2 separate regions of the Gossypium hirsutum genome follow, and region 1 is linked to region 2. Evidence: chromatin contacts called from public Hi-C data. All regions are on one chromosome and are shown on one strand. The core of a region is the stretch at or near the end of the contact, and the rest is flanking DNA. Distances in the headings are between cores, read along the strand shown. Region 1 holds the start of LOC107945300 (50S ribosomal protein L25). Region 2 holds the start of LOC107945303 (transcription factor HHO5).

The links. A called contact is a pair of places that touch in the nucleus more often than the background predicts.
Region 1: a Hi-C map of leaf shows a contact between it and region 2, with 1.8 times the contacts expected there. The contact joins the promoter of LOC107945300 here to the promoter of LOC107945303 in region 2. A contact is called at or near these places in 2 of 34 Hi-C or Micro-C datasets (both in leaf).

What each region holds. Positions count from the first base shown.
Region 1 is chrD12:13,782,546-13,789,274 of Gossypium_hirsutum_v2.1, forward strand. It overlaps LOC107945300 (50S ribosomal protein L25), which reads left to right and starts at 1,325. Exons shown (of 3, transcript XM_016879258.2): 1 at 1,325-1,949; 2 at 2,048-2,177; 3 at 3,211-3,719. The coding sequence starts at 1,563. The coding sequence ends at 3,437.
Region 2 is chrD12:13,547,530-13,553,699 of Gossypium_hirsutum_v2.1, forward strand. LOC107945303 (transcription factor HHO5) reads left to right here and starts at 3,198. Exons shown (of 5, transcript XM_016879261.2): 1 at 3,198-3,715; 2 at 3,805-4,004; 3 at 4,111-4,474; 4 at 4,709-4,785; 5 at 4,885-5,420. The coding sequence starts at 3,517. The coding sequence ends at 5,145.

The DNA.
Region 1 (6,729 bases), core at 75-2,574, 230 kb after region 2:
CTCAAACTTAAAAATTAGCAGTTTCGGTGAATGAAAATTAATAAATTTTACCCTTTCCATGCATGTATCAATAACATTATGTGAAAAAATAAATAAAACAAAAAAAATTAATTTAAAAACAAATAGTTAAACATATGGTTAATAAAAAAGAAGTAAATACTAAACTTATCTTTCCATTTAAGTAAATTTAACCATATGTTTAGTATTTGCTTCTTTTCCATTAACCATATGTTTTGTTATTTTTTTAAATTACTTTTTTGTTTTATTTAGTTATTCTCCATTTTTGTAAATTTAACCATATGTTTAGTTTTTTCTAAATTAAATTAGTTTTTTATTTTATTTAGTTTTTTACATAATGTTAGACGAGATAGTTAGGAGAAAAAAAATTCTACGTGTCAAATTTTTATTGGTTGGTTTAATAATTTAATAATTGTGTTAACACTAAGTACCATAATAAGACCCATATTGAGGGATTAGGTACCACATTGGACATTTTATGAAAGTACAAGTATCAAATGTGGCATTATTCCATAAAATTATTATTTAAGGTATATATAAATTTAATATGAAATATAATTAATTATTTTACATATACTAGAAATTTTATCTCACACGTATGTATGTGGAAACCAGGTATTTAGAACACATTGGTACAATTATAAATAACATACAATAAATAATGAAATGCAATATTTGAAAATAAAAATAATAACACATATGCAATATGTACCAAATGTTACTTTAGTTGAAATTGCAAAGTTGAAAGAGGGTATGTTTGGTGTTTTGGGTTCAAATCCAATTTTAAGTACGAATATTTTCTAGATTAAAAAAAAGAGAGAGAAATACCATTAAATTAATATTTATTGCTTTTTTAAAATAAGGTTATCTTGGTAATTTAATAACTGAGTTGAGTTATAAGTGATACCAACTCAATCAAAATCTTTTATATATGGTAAGTATAAATATACAACTGATGGGGGTGATAAATTGTTCATATTAAAATAAAATTGTATAAATATTATTAAAATGAAGTTTTTATTGAAGGATAAATTTTAGATTTTATTAATTCAATTGGTATGGATTCAAAATCTATCATACACATTTTTATTTTTATTGGGTTTCGTTAAAATAAAAATATTAAAGTACCCTAAAATAATATAATTTAATATAATTATGAAAAAATATTTCCGTAATTTTTCTAATCGGATTGGTGTTGATTTAACTCATGACACTTTCTCAATTAAAGAGTTAAATAATAATATATATAATTAAATATAATATCCTCCTTTATCATTTTATACTTTCACCTCACTATTATTTTTGCGATTGAATCAAATGTATATTTTACCACTAATTTTAATATCACCCCTGCTGTGTGAATCTCATTGCTGAGGCCTTGTTCTTCCAAAACCAGCATTTGGGCTTTATAGATCTTTTCATCGTCAGATTTAAGGTATATTAGACTAAAAACTTACCCCGAATTTGGCCCAGATTATTAAAACCCTAATACCTAACCATGCTCAAAACCCTCATTTCACTCACAGCACTCAACAGCACAAAATATGGTGAAGTCCGTTACAGTTTCCGACCAAATGCTCAGGTTGTGGCGCGGCCTGAAAACGGTGGTCCAAACATCACCGGCGAATACACACCATTACCACACCATCCAAGCTATCCCACGAGAATGCACTGGCAGCCGTATCTCGAGCCGTGATAGAGCCCAAGGTAGAATCCCTGCTGTGGTTTTCTCTCAAGGCTTGCTTGAGAAAAACCCAAGCAACCGTTCCCCGTCCAGGAAACAAATTCTTACTACCGAAAGAAAGCAGATTCGATCCATTATCAAGTCCGTTCAACTCCCTTTCTTTTGTTCCACTAGGTTCCAGCTTCAGATCCGGGCCGGATCTGGCTCTTCTGTCTTACTTGAATCCGGGACGGTTTTACCCATCAAGGCAAGTTTTTTACTTTTCCCCGCTCTTTCTTTTTTTGTTTATTAGTAGCTTTTATTGTTACCCAAGTTCAAATTTTCTATTTTGGGTTGCTTTTATAGATTCATAGGGACGAAGAGAGTGGTAAAATATTGAATTTGGTGTTTGTTTGGGCGGATGAAGGGACTGAGTTGAAGGTTGATGTGCCTGTAGTTTTCAAAGGATTAGAGGATTGCCCTGGTCTTAAGAAAGGTATGCAATTTAGTGCAATTGTCCCCATTTGATCTTCTTATTGATGTTAATTTTGTGCAAGATTTAGATTTTACTATATGATAGGCAACTTGCTTGTTCATTGCTTCTTTTAGATGAAAAATGTTATATATGCTAACTATCTGAAATTGTTGGGTAAAGGAAGTAATTAGAGACTTATGTCTTGTGATTATACTTGGTTTAGCAATTCACTAATGTTGATAATACTAGGTATCATAATAAAACACATATTGATAGTTCAGGTACCATATTGGACATTTTCAAAGTATAGGTATCACATTGGATATTTTATGAAAGCACAGGTACCATAAGAAAACACATACTGATGGTTCAGATACCACATTGGACATTTTCAAAGTACATGTACTACATTGAATATTTTATTAAAGTACAAGTACTAAATGCAACATTATCTCATATATTAATATGATATTGGACCTTCCGGGGTTTATAAATCACATTTTATAATGATCTGTTATGGATAATAAGATTAGATGCTACAATTCATTATTTAGTTTTATGTCATGGGATTTTGTTAAAATTATACATTAATGTTTTCTCCATTAGTTTTTTACAACTTCTTAAATGAGTTCCGGTATCTTTAACGTTACCAATACTCGGAGCTCTAGCCCTTGTTGCCCACTTACTCTCTTGCCGTGTTATACCAATCTTAATTGTCTTTCCTCACTTCTCATATTATCAATTACACTAAATGATGTTAACTTACCAAATGTTCTGTTGAAAGCGATAATGCACAAGAACCTGAACAGACATATGGCCTTGCCTTGCCTATTATTCATTGCATTTTCTTGTAGGGAACTAGCATGTAAATCAGACTAACACAAATGCCAGCTTTCGTGTTGCTAATGGAGAAACCGTGTGATGATACATCTTATTATTAGTATTCCCCTTTTCGTTTAATTATTTTGATTTACCCCTGCTTAATCTCATTGTAGTCTTTGACAATCAGATTATGCTTTGTTATTTGACAAATGATACGTTGATGCTGTACCAGGTGGCTACTTTAAAATGATAAGAAGCAGTCTAAAGTTTCAATGCCCGGCTGAACACATTCCTCAAAAAATCGAGGTGGATGTGAGCAAATTAGACATAGATGATAGAGTGTTAATGCATGATATCGAGGTTCATCCGTCCATGAAGCTTCTAAGCAAAAATGAAAGCATGCCTTTATGTAAGATTGCGCCGACTTATATTGAAAATCCTGAGCCCATAAAGGTATAGCTAAAGAAGCGTGAGTTGAAACGAATGCCAAGAATAATTTCGATATTTCTTGATGTCAAGAGACATGGCATTTAACATTTGAGAATGAATTTCGAATTGAGCTTTGTGTCTTTAGCTGTTTCGAACCATGTTTCAAAGTAAACATTAAGAGGAGTTGGTTCCTGCGGAATGGTCAGTCTGTTTATTGTAGATTCTGCTGAATTCAAGTAGTTTTTTTTTTTGTTGTTTTTTTGGCAACTGGTTTCGATGAAGTACAAATTCAGATACTGAAATTTTTGTTCATTACATACTTCTTTATGATTTTTAGAGTGTTGTATTTATAGAAGGTTAGTTTAACATTGCTTTTTAGAATAGTTTAAAAAAAAGTGCTTTTGAGAAATATTTTTGAAAAGTTTGATTTAAGATTTAAGTATTTAGGCCTTGTTTAGTATTGCTTAAAAAAATAATTTTGGCTTGAAAAGAACTTTTGGAAAAAAAGTGCTAAACAAGCTGTTTTTTGCTGTAATTTTTAGCTTTTTAAAAGCATTTTTGAAAAGAAGTTAAAATTTTTAGTTTTTTTTTACTAAAAGTATTTTTGGTGTTTAATAACTTTTTTACCCTTCCAACAATATGGTATTTTTTTCTTTTTTTTTCTTGGTGTTTAATTACAAATGTGTTAAAATTATTAATTAAAAATAAAACAAATATTTTTTTAAATAATACAAATGTGTTAATATCTAATTACAAATATTTAATAGTTATATTTAATTTTTTAAAATATAGTTTATATATTTTAATTAAATTTATAAATAATTAATATTTATTGTTTTAAAACATTTAAAATTTATATTTCATATATTAAAATATTAACAAGTAATAATAAATTATTTTTTATATTCTTACTAAAATAAATATTATTTAAATATATATTTGTTAATTGATAGTACCATATCTAAAATGGACATTTTATTTCTTAAAAACACTTTTTAACAGCAATGCTAAATATTTAAATTTTAAATTGAACTTTTTAAAAATACTTCTCAAAATTATTTTTTCAAAGCATTTTTTTAAAGCATTTCTCAAAAGTAATGTTAAACTAGCCCTAATATTGTTGTTAAAAAGTGTTTTTAAGAAATAAAATATTTATTTTATACATGGTGTTATAAAACAACAAATAAACATTTAAATAATGTTCAAATTAGTTAATATTATGATATTTTAATAAGAATATAAAATACAATTTATTATAGTTTGTTGTTAATATTTTAATATATGAAAAATAAATTTTAAATATTTTTTAAGTAATTAACAAGGGGAGGGAAAGTATCATGTGGTGGAGGAGTGAACGTAATTAAGCTGTCAAAAGTGTTTATGGGAGAGTAAAGTTAAAAATTTTAACTTCTCCATTTGAGTAAAAGTGTTTTGGAAAAGTAAAAAATTTTCTTCAAAGTTGTTGCTTTAGGGTTAATTTAGCAATGATTTTGAAAAGTATTTTTTTTAAGATTTGAGTGTTTCGTATTACTGTCAAAAAATTATTTTGAAAAATAAAATATTTATTTTAGACATGGTATTATTAAATAACAAATATGTATTTAAATAATGTTCAAATTAGTTAATATCATTATATTTTAGTAAGAATATAAAAGAAATTATTATAACTTGTTAATATTTTAATATATGAAACATAAATTTTAAATATTTTTAAGCAATAAATATTAATTATTTATAAAATTTAATTAGAATATATAAACTATATTTTAAATATTTAAATATAACCATTAAATATTTTTAATTAAATATTAACACATTTGTATTATTTTTAAAAATATTTTTTTATTTTTAATTAATGATTTAACACAATTGTAAATACACACCAAAGATTTAAGAGTGCTTTTTGGAGATGAAAAACTAAAAATTTTAACTTCTTTTTTTAAAAGTGTTTTTCAAAAGCCAAAACTTTCAGTTAAAAATAACTATTTAACACAATATTTTTTTTCCGAAAATACTTTTCAAATCAAAAATATTTTTTTAAATACTACTAAATAAGCCCTTAATATTTCTTTTACTTCAACAATATATTTTATGTTAAAAAAATATTTTTAAAAAATACTACTAAACAATCTTAAAATTTCTGTGCGGCAAATATGGATTTTGGTAAGATAGAGACAAATATGTCTATTTCTTACAATTATATTAATCGGTACACCTGCAGATTAAAATCAACGTGGCTCTTGAAATCAAATATCGTTTTGCTTTTATTTGTAACATTCTGTTTGCTCCATTTTATATTTTATTTTTTTAACGAGATCTTTCTTTCCTTTTGTTAACATAGTTATTCTATTCTTTTAAAATTATTATTAATTTTTATTTAAAGAAAATCAAAACTAGAGGTCAAGGATTAAAATTTCTTAAGCAACAACAAAGCTTTTATTTACTTTGTCTGCTGACATAATTAAAGTAGTAGTACACTAATTTTTAGTACTGGAATGGATTGATCAACTACTAATAAACAAAATGTTGCATTTATTTATTTGAACATGAAACATGGTACTACCAATTTAAATAGTTAAACTAGTATGATTCCCTCACTTTTAAAATATACTTTAATTTTGTTTTTAGTTTTAAAAATTTAGAAATTTTACTTTCTGGATTTGAAAATTTAGATTCATTTATTGTTACGGTTAAAACTCTTCTATTAAATTCACTTATGTTACATTTTAAAATTTAAAAAATCACTTGATAATCATACAACAATAAAAATAATATCGAGAATATTTATAGGAATTTTTCTCTTAAAAAAATTCTTTCGAACTTATCATGATAAAATAAATTTTATTGTTAGAATATTATTCTTAAGAAAAATTGGCATCAACATTTTGATTGAAGTAATTAATAATATTAAATGTTCAGTCTAACTAATGACTTATAAAAGTAAAAAAGATCAAATTATATATATAAAAATAAACTATACAAATTAAATCTCAAGTTTAACATGATATAAGGCTAAAAGTGAAGTTTGATCATTGTCTTATGACTGTGCCCCGACGTATGTGCACCGGGGCTATGAATCAACACAAATACAATTATAAATATAACAGTGTAGTGCAAGTGTGACAGATTAATTGTAATATTTATAAGTGTTACAATGGAACACTTTGAGTATTCCAAGGATCGAACCCAATAGATTGCAAATTGGTAAATGTGTTTATCAAGTTAATTACAAGTTAAGTAATTACTAATCCAATCGAGTCATAAATTATCAGCGCAACTTCAAATATAAATTGTTTATAAACTAAATTTAAATTATCAATTA
Region 2 (6,170 bases), core at 1,948-4,447:
TGAAAAATAAATAAAAGGGGATTTTAGTTGATAGATGTTAAAATAATAAAATGAATAGAATGAAATAATAACAGAATGATAATTGCAAAATAAAATTAAATTGGTAAATGAAATATGCAAATTCTTAGCCTTAGACTAGATAATTCCATTCTCGAATCGATCCTTGAAAGTGGATTTTTCCTTCCAAACGATAAGGTGGTTATAGTGACCAAGGACGCCTCAACCGCCAACTCCTCTTTATGTAGTTGATTCCGGTACGACTTGCAAACTAACCCTTACTGACTATCTAACCAGGTAACACTTGTTCGTAATTTAAGATCTTGGCAGCCTTGCGATCTAGAAAAGCCCAACTTGAATTGACGGCCTCAACCGCGTGGGTCGTTTAAATTTGATCACCATCTCCCTTTACAGAGGTCCAACTGGCCATTACCCACCTGGATACGCCAATTTGTTTACGGGAACTCGAACGCGGCAAACAACCGTCTCATTTTCTCAACTGTACACCAAACTACTTTGACCTAACGTGCACTTTTTGAGTTGAAATAAAATTAACTTTGAGGGATGATTGTGACTATCCCATATTTCGAAAAGATAATGAATACCGTGTTGTAAGGTTTTACCGCGGGTTCATATCTCACAATTTTCGACCGGAATGATAACCGACCTAAGGCTAAATGGGGATTAGTTGAGCATGAAATTAATCATACTAGATTGGGGTTTAAGAGTGAAAAGTCAATTGTACCAAAATATAAAAAGAAGAAAGAAATTACAGGAAAGCTTGAACAAGAATATGCTTAGTTGCTTCTTAATTCAAGTGTAAAATCAAGTATGTTTTCAAGTCACAATTACAAGCCTTTATATAGGCTTCTCAAAGAGTTATTTTAGCATGTTTTTATGCTAAAATCATGTTTAACAACCAACACAAAATCAAATATTTTTTTCTAAATATAGGATTTAACCAAGTAAAAGAATAATCTTGCAATTTTCAATTCAGCCCCTTGTCTTGCTTTTTGTTCCAATTTAGCCCAATTTTGCTTATTTTTTAACTTCAACACTCCAATAGCATCGCTGATAAAATTTAAACAAGAAATCACAAGCTTAGTAGCATTCTATTAAAAAATTACCAAAAATAGGTACATTAAACACAGGAAGTTAGCTTGCTATCAATGAGCTTTAACCATTCACCCAAAAAATGATGCTCCTACGTATGAGCTTAAATTGTTCACCAAAATATGGTGCTCTTAGGCATGAGCTTAAACTGATCATCCAAAATATGATGCTCCTAAGCACGAGATTAAGCTAAACATCCAAAAACATTTTGAAATGCATCATGACTTGATCATTCAAAATACGACAATGCATAGGTACTTGGTTTCATTGCCAGGTTTAGTCTAAATGAACTATATATATATTCTTGATGGCATCATTTGAAGATTGCAAATCTTGTCAAGCCAGATTCAAAGATGAATTTCAACATTTGAAGCAAATCATCACTTTTTTCACTCAATAAAAGTCGTGTATATGGCCAAGTCTTGAGGGAGTATTTGTAGAAGGAGAAATTTTGAATCAATCAGAATTCTTCACTACGTGTCGTTATTGTTTATATATAATTGAAATAAATTAAATGAATTAAGAGGTAAATGAAGAAATTAAATCATTTTAGAACTCTTTTATATAAAAAAAATCATATTTTGAAGAATTATTTATCTCTAATTTGTTTAAATTAATATTTTTTTGGTACAATTATGATTTGAACCTAGGTTATTCCTGGAGAAGGTGAGCACCCGATCAATAACACACAACTTGGGGTTCTAATTTAAATTAATATGAGATAAACAATAAATGAAAGATTTTAATTCTTGTAGAACACTAAAAATAAAGAACCTTCTTTTACTTAGACTTATTGACACTATAAAAAGGATCACCTCCAAGCAATTCAACACAACTTTATAAGTTTGAAAGTCCAAAAGTTCAAAAATCGTAGCTTGAAGACCCTTGAAGCTGTACCAATCAAATTGTATCAACATAAAGAAGATAAAATCGATTCTTGAACATCAAGTTTAGAATACCATTAAAGCAGACTTAACCATCCAAGATGAAATTTCAAAGATTCTTGGATTCAAACTATCTCCACACTCATTTTCAAGATTTAGTCTTGACGACTTTTAAAATGAACTTCAGTAATTCAGGATCAAAGTCTAGAAGACCTTTGAATCCAAACTAAATAAAATTCTCAAGCAAACAACTCTCTAAACCCGTTTCAAGATAAAATCCCAACAATCCTTAAAGTGAACAATATCCATTTCAAATGTAGTCTATACGACTTTTAAATCAAAACTTTATTAACGAGAAAAATCAAATGATTTGTCTAGAAATTTTAACTCAAAATTCATAAATAAATTTGTTTCCTATTGGTTTTAAATTTTTAAATATTATTTTCGAGGCATAATTTGCACTAATTAATATATATTTAAATAAAAAAGAATCAGTCGGTAATAAAAAATGATTTTCCATTTATTTAAATTTGATTCCAACTGAAACAGAAACAGTTTTACACAACCATAACATGTGGAAAAATTAAACTAAAAAGAAAAAAGAAAAAAGAGAATAAAAGAAAAGAGAAACAAAGGGTTTTGTCGGTCGTGAAATGAAGGGAATCAGGAAAAGCAAAAAAAGAAAAAGAAAAGGGAAGACACCATTCGTTTGTAACGGACGGGTATGAGCAAAAGAATCTTTACCCCGCATTAAACGTTCCTGATTCTTATTCTATTTTATATAATTAATAACAAACCAAATTAAATTGCATTGTCAAAAGAATCTTTCACATGCCTGCCACACCTTTTTTTTAATACTAAAAAAAGAAGAAAAAATTTTACTAGACAAAAAAAGAAGCCATTTTTCTTACTTGGCAACTGTTGTTTAGTATTAGAAAACCCATCATCTCATTTTGCTTTATAATGACAACTTCGTTGGCGCTAGGTTAGAAAATTTTATGTTTAAATATAAAATCAATGATTTCTCATAACTCTGAATACGACGTAGTCTTCAATGAATGTTTGGGTTAAAAGTTAAATCTCTTAATTTAGAAGGAGAGGGAAAAGACAGAGTTGCGGTGTAAAAATCAAATGGGGAAAGCATCCCAAAGACGTGGGTCAACTGTTTTTATTTTCTGCTCTATTTTTTAAAAGGGTTGAGACATTCAATCCACAGTCCACACCTAACCTAAGAATCTTAGCACACTATAATTTCATTTCCAATAATTAAAAGAAAAGGGCTCCATTTTTTCAACAATTCGCCGCGTGCTCCGTACGGAACCTAAAACAACTCGCCGAGTGAAACAACCGAGTCACCGAGTTTATAGCTTTAATATACGCGACGACCCGTTTGGGGGCGAATCTTGAATCTTTCTTACATTTCTATATAAAAAAAACATGACTTGCTGTTCCTTGTCATGTTTATCCTGGAAATGATAGAAAAGGAGAGGAAAACAGGAAAATAGAAGAATAAAGGAAAATAATGGAGTTGAACTTGGATTTGAGTTTGGTTTATGTACCGAAAACTATATCTGAGTTTCTGAAAGAAGTTTCGAAGATCAAAAATGGGTTTCAAAGGTTATCCAAGATTACGGATTATCTTCAAAGATTGGAAGATGAGATGAAGAAAATCGATGCCTTTAAACGCGAACTTCCTCTTTGCATGCTTCTTCTCAAAGATGGTATTTTTAAAAATATATATATTGTTTTAATTCTGAGTTTCACTTTTTTGTGGGATTTAATTTGATTTTCTTTTTTGATTTGATTATAGGGATTGAGAGATTAAAGGAGGAAGAAATACAGTGTAAGGAAATGAATGATGGATCAGTGACCGAGGAAAATGGAAGGGAAACTATGGATAACGATGGCGGTGATAAGAAAAACTGGATGAGTTCAGTTCAGCTATGGAACTCTAATTTTAACAACGTTGATCCCCACAACAAACCCAACACAGTTCCAGAACTGAAACTGGTAATGTCCAAACTAACTGTTTTCTTCTTCTTTTTTTCCCTTCTTCTTTTGAATCTTATTTTAAGGGGAAAATAGTTTAAATGTTTCCGGATTTGGAATTTGACAGACAAGTGAAGAAGGAGAAGATGGGTCTGAGAGTGAGAACCCAATTGAAATTTGTAATAAGCAAAGAAAGGGAGGGGCTTTTGTTCCATTTAAGGAACAAGCTGATAAGAAAGTTTCAGGGCTTTCCCTTATGACCCCAAGTTCTGAATTGGCTTCATGTATCTTGAAGAACAATGGCGGCTGCCGAATTGGTTCAGGCTCTTCTTTATATGCACAACAAAATCAAATTAAGTTTCAGACAAAGTCACCAATCCGACACGAGGAACAACCTCAGCAGCAGAATTCTAGGAAACAAAGGCGGTGCTGGTCGCCTGAGCTCCATAGACGATTTGTTGAGGCACTTCAACAGCTTGGAGGCTCTCAAGGTTAGGCCTTTTTGATGTGTTCATTTACTTTTTTGTTTTTGTTTTTAAGTAGTAGTGGTATTTAAGTTGAATTGAAAAACCCTTTTTGTTGTCTTTTATGAACAAAGGATTGGAATCTGGTTCTTTTTGAGAAAATACATGAATCAAGATCTTTTTTCTGAAAATATTCTGATTTGAGTTCTTTTGGTATCTTTAGCTTTTAAATATGTCTGATTGGTTTGTTATGTTCGACAGTGGCCACTCCTAAGCAGATTAGAGAACTGATGCAAGTTGATGGTCTCACCAATGATGAAGTGAAAAGCCATTTGCAGGTTAGTCTTTAGCATATGGAATCTGTTCATCTTATCATCTTTAGTTTCTCCTTTCTGGTTTACTGATTTTGTGTGTGTGAATTTGGGTTTTATGTACAGAAATACAGACTTCATATCCGGAAACTTCCAGCTTCTTCTTCCGGGCAAGGGAATGAGCTGTGTTCAGCTCAAAATCAGTGCAATGTGAAGATGAAAGCAAGCATGTCACAGTCTGGTTCCCCACAAGGTCCCCTCCTTGGTAGTGCTTCAGCTAAAGATATGTCGAGTACCGGGGGCGACAGCATGGACACCGAAGATGAAAAATCTGATGGGCATAGTTGGAGAAGTGGGATTAAAAAGCCTGGGGAGGTTGATGTATAGTCGGATAACACTTATTCCCCATGAATTTTGCAGAAACATGGGGAGAAAAACATATTGACTTACTGAGAATAATTTAGTAAAACATCTAGAGGAATTTGAAATCAGTATTCTGTTTGAGGCACTAAGGGATTTCTAAGACATTATGCCGATATCATGGACTGGTTTAGTTTGTCTCCATGATTCAACTTCCTTCTCTGAATATGAAAGTTTGTCTAATTCCTGATGATGGATTTGTAGGAACCAAAAATGACAATTTTTAAGAGTTCTTTCATTTATGTTTAGACTTAACCCTCTTTAATTTACAACTGATGTACTTTATAATATATGTGATATTTGAGGTTTGATTTGCCTGGTTGTCATGTCCTTGTGGGATATCTCCAGTGGGAAGATTAGTGAGAGACTCAGGCATTCTTTATGCTCATAATGCTCTCAATTGCAGATGTCATATGATCTAATGCTCAACCACTGATGCCATGTAAAATGCCGATTTTGAGTCTTGTTCTGATTTGGTTCAATTTTGAAGTGATTTTGAAAAATCTGATAATCTTTTATTTTTTTAGATAAGTTATAAAATAAAATATATATTTAAATGATATTTTATTTTTTTCGATAAGTTATAAAATAAAATATATATTTAAATGATATTCAAATTCATGAGGATAAAAAAGTAAAATCATGAAGGTTAAAATAAATTTAGCGTTTCTGCTTAGGTTACTTTTGCTCGGGATCATGGTTTGAGGTAAACAAAACATAATGAAAACGAATGAGTTAAAGCAGTGACAGAATCTTCATTTTTGATGCACAAATTGTATTGGATTGCTTGTGATTAGGCGTTTTGTCCTAGTAGTTTGAAGTAACTTTTTCTTACTTGCTCACCAAGAAGGCATCGATCAGACGAGATGGGTGAAAAGAATGGCATCCATTGCTCCTACTTTTTTCTTCTCAAAAAAATACGGCAAAAGTGGGAATTCAGGCCTTTAAAACATCAATAATTTCAGACCAATCAATTGGACATCAGCTTTGCA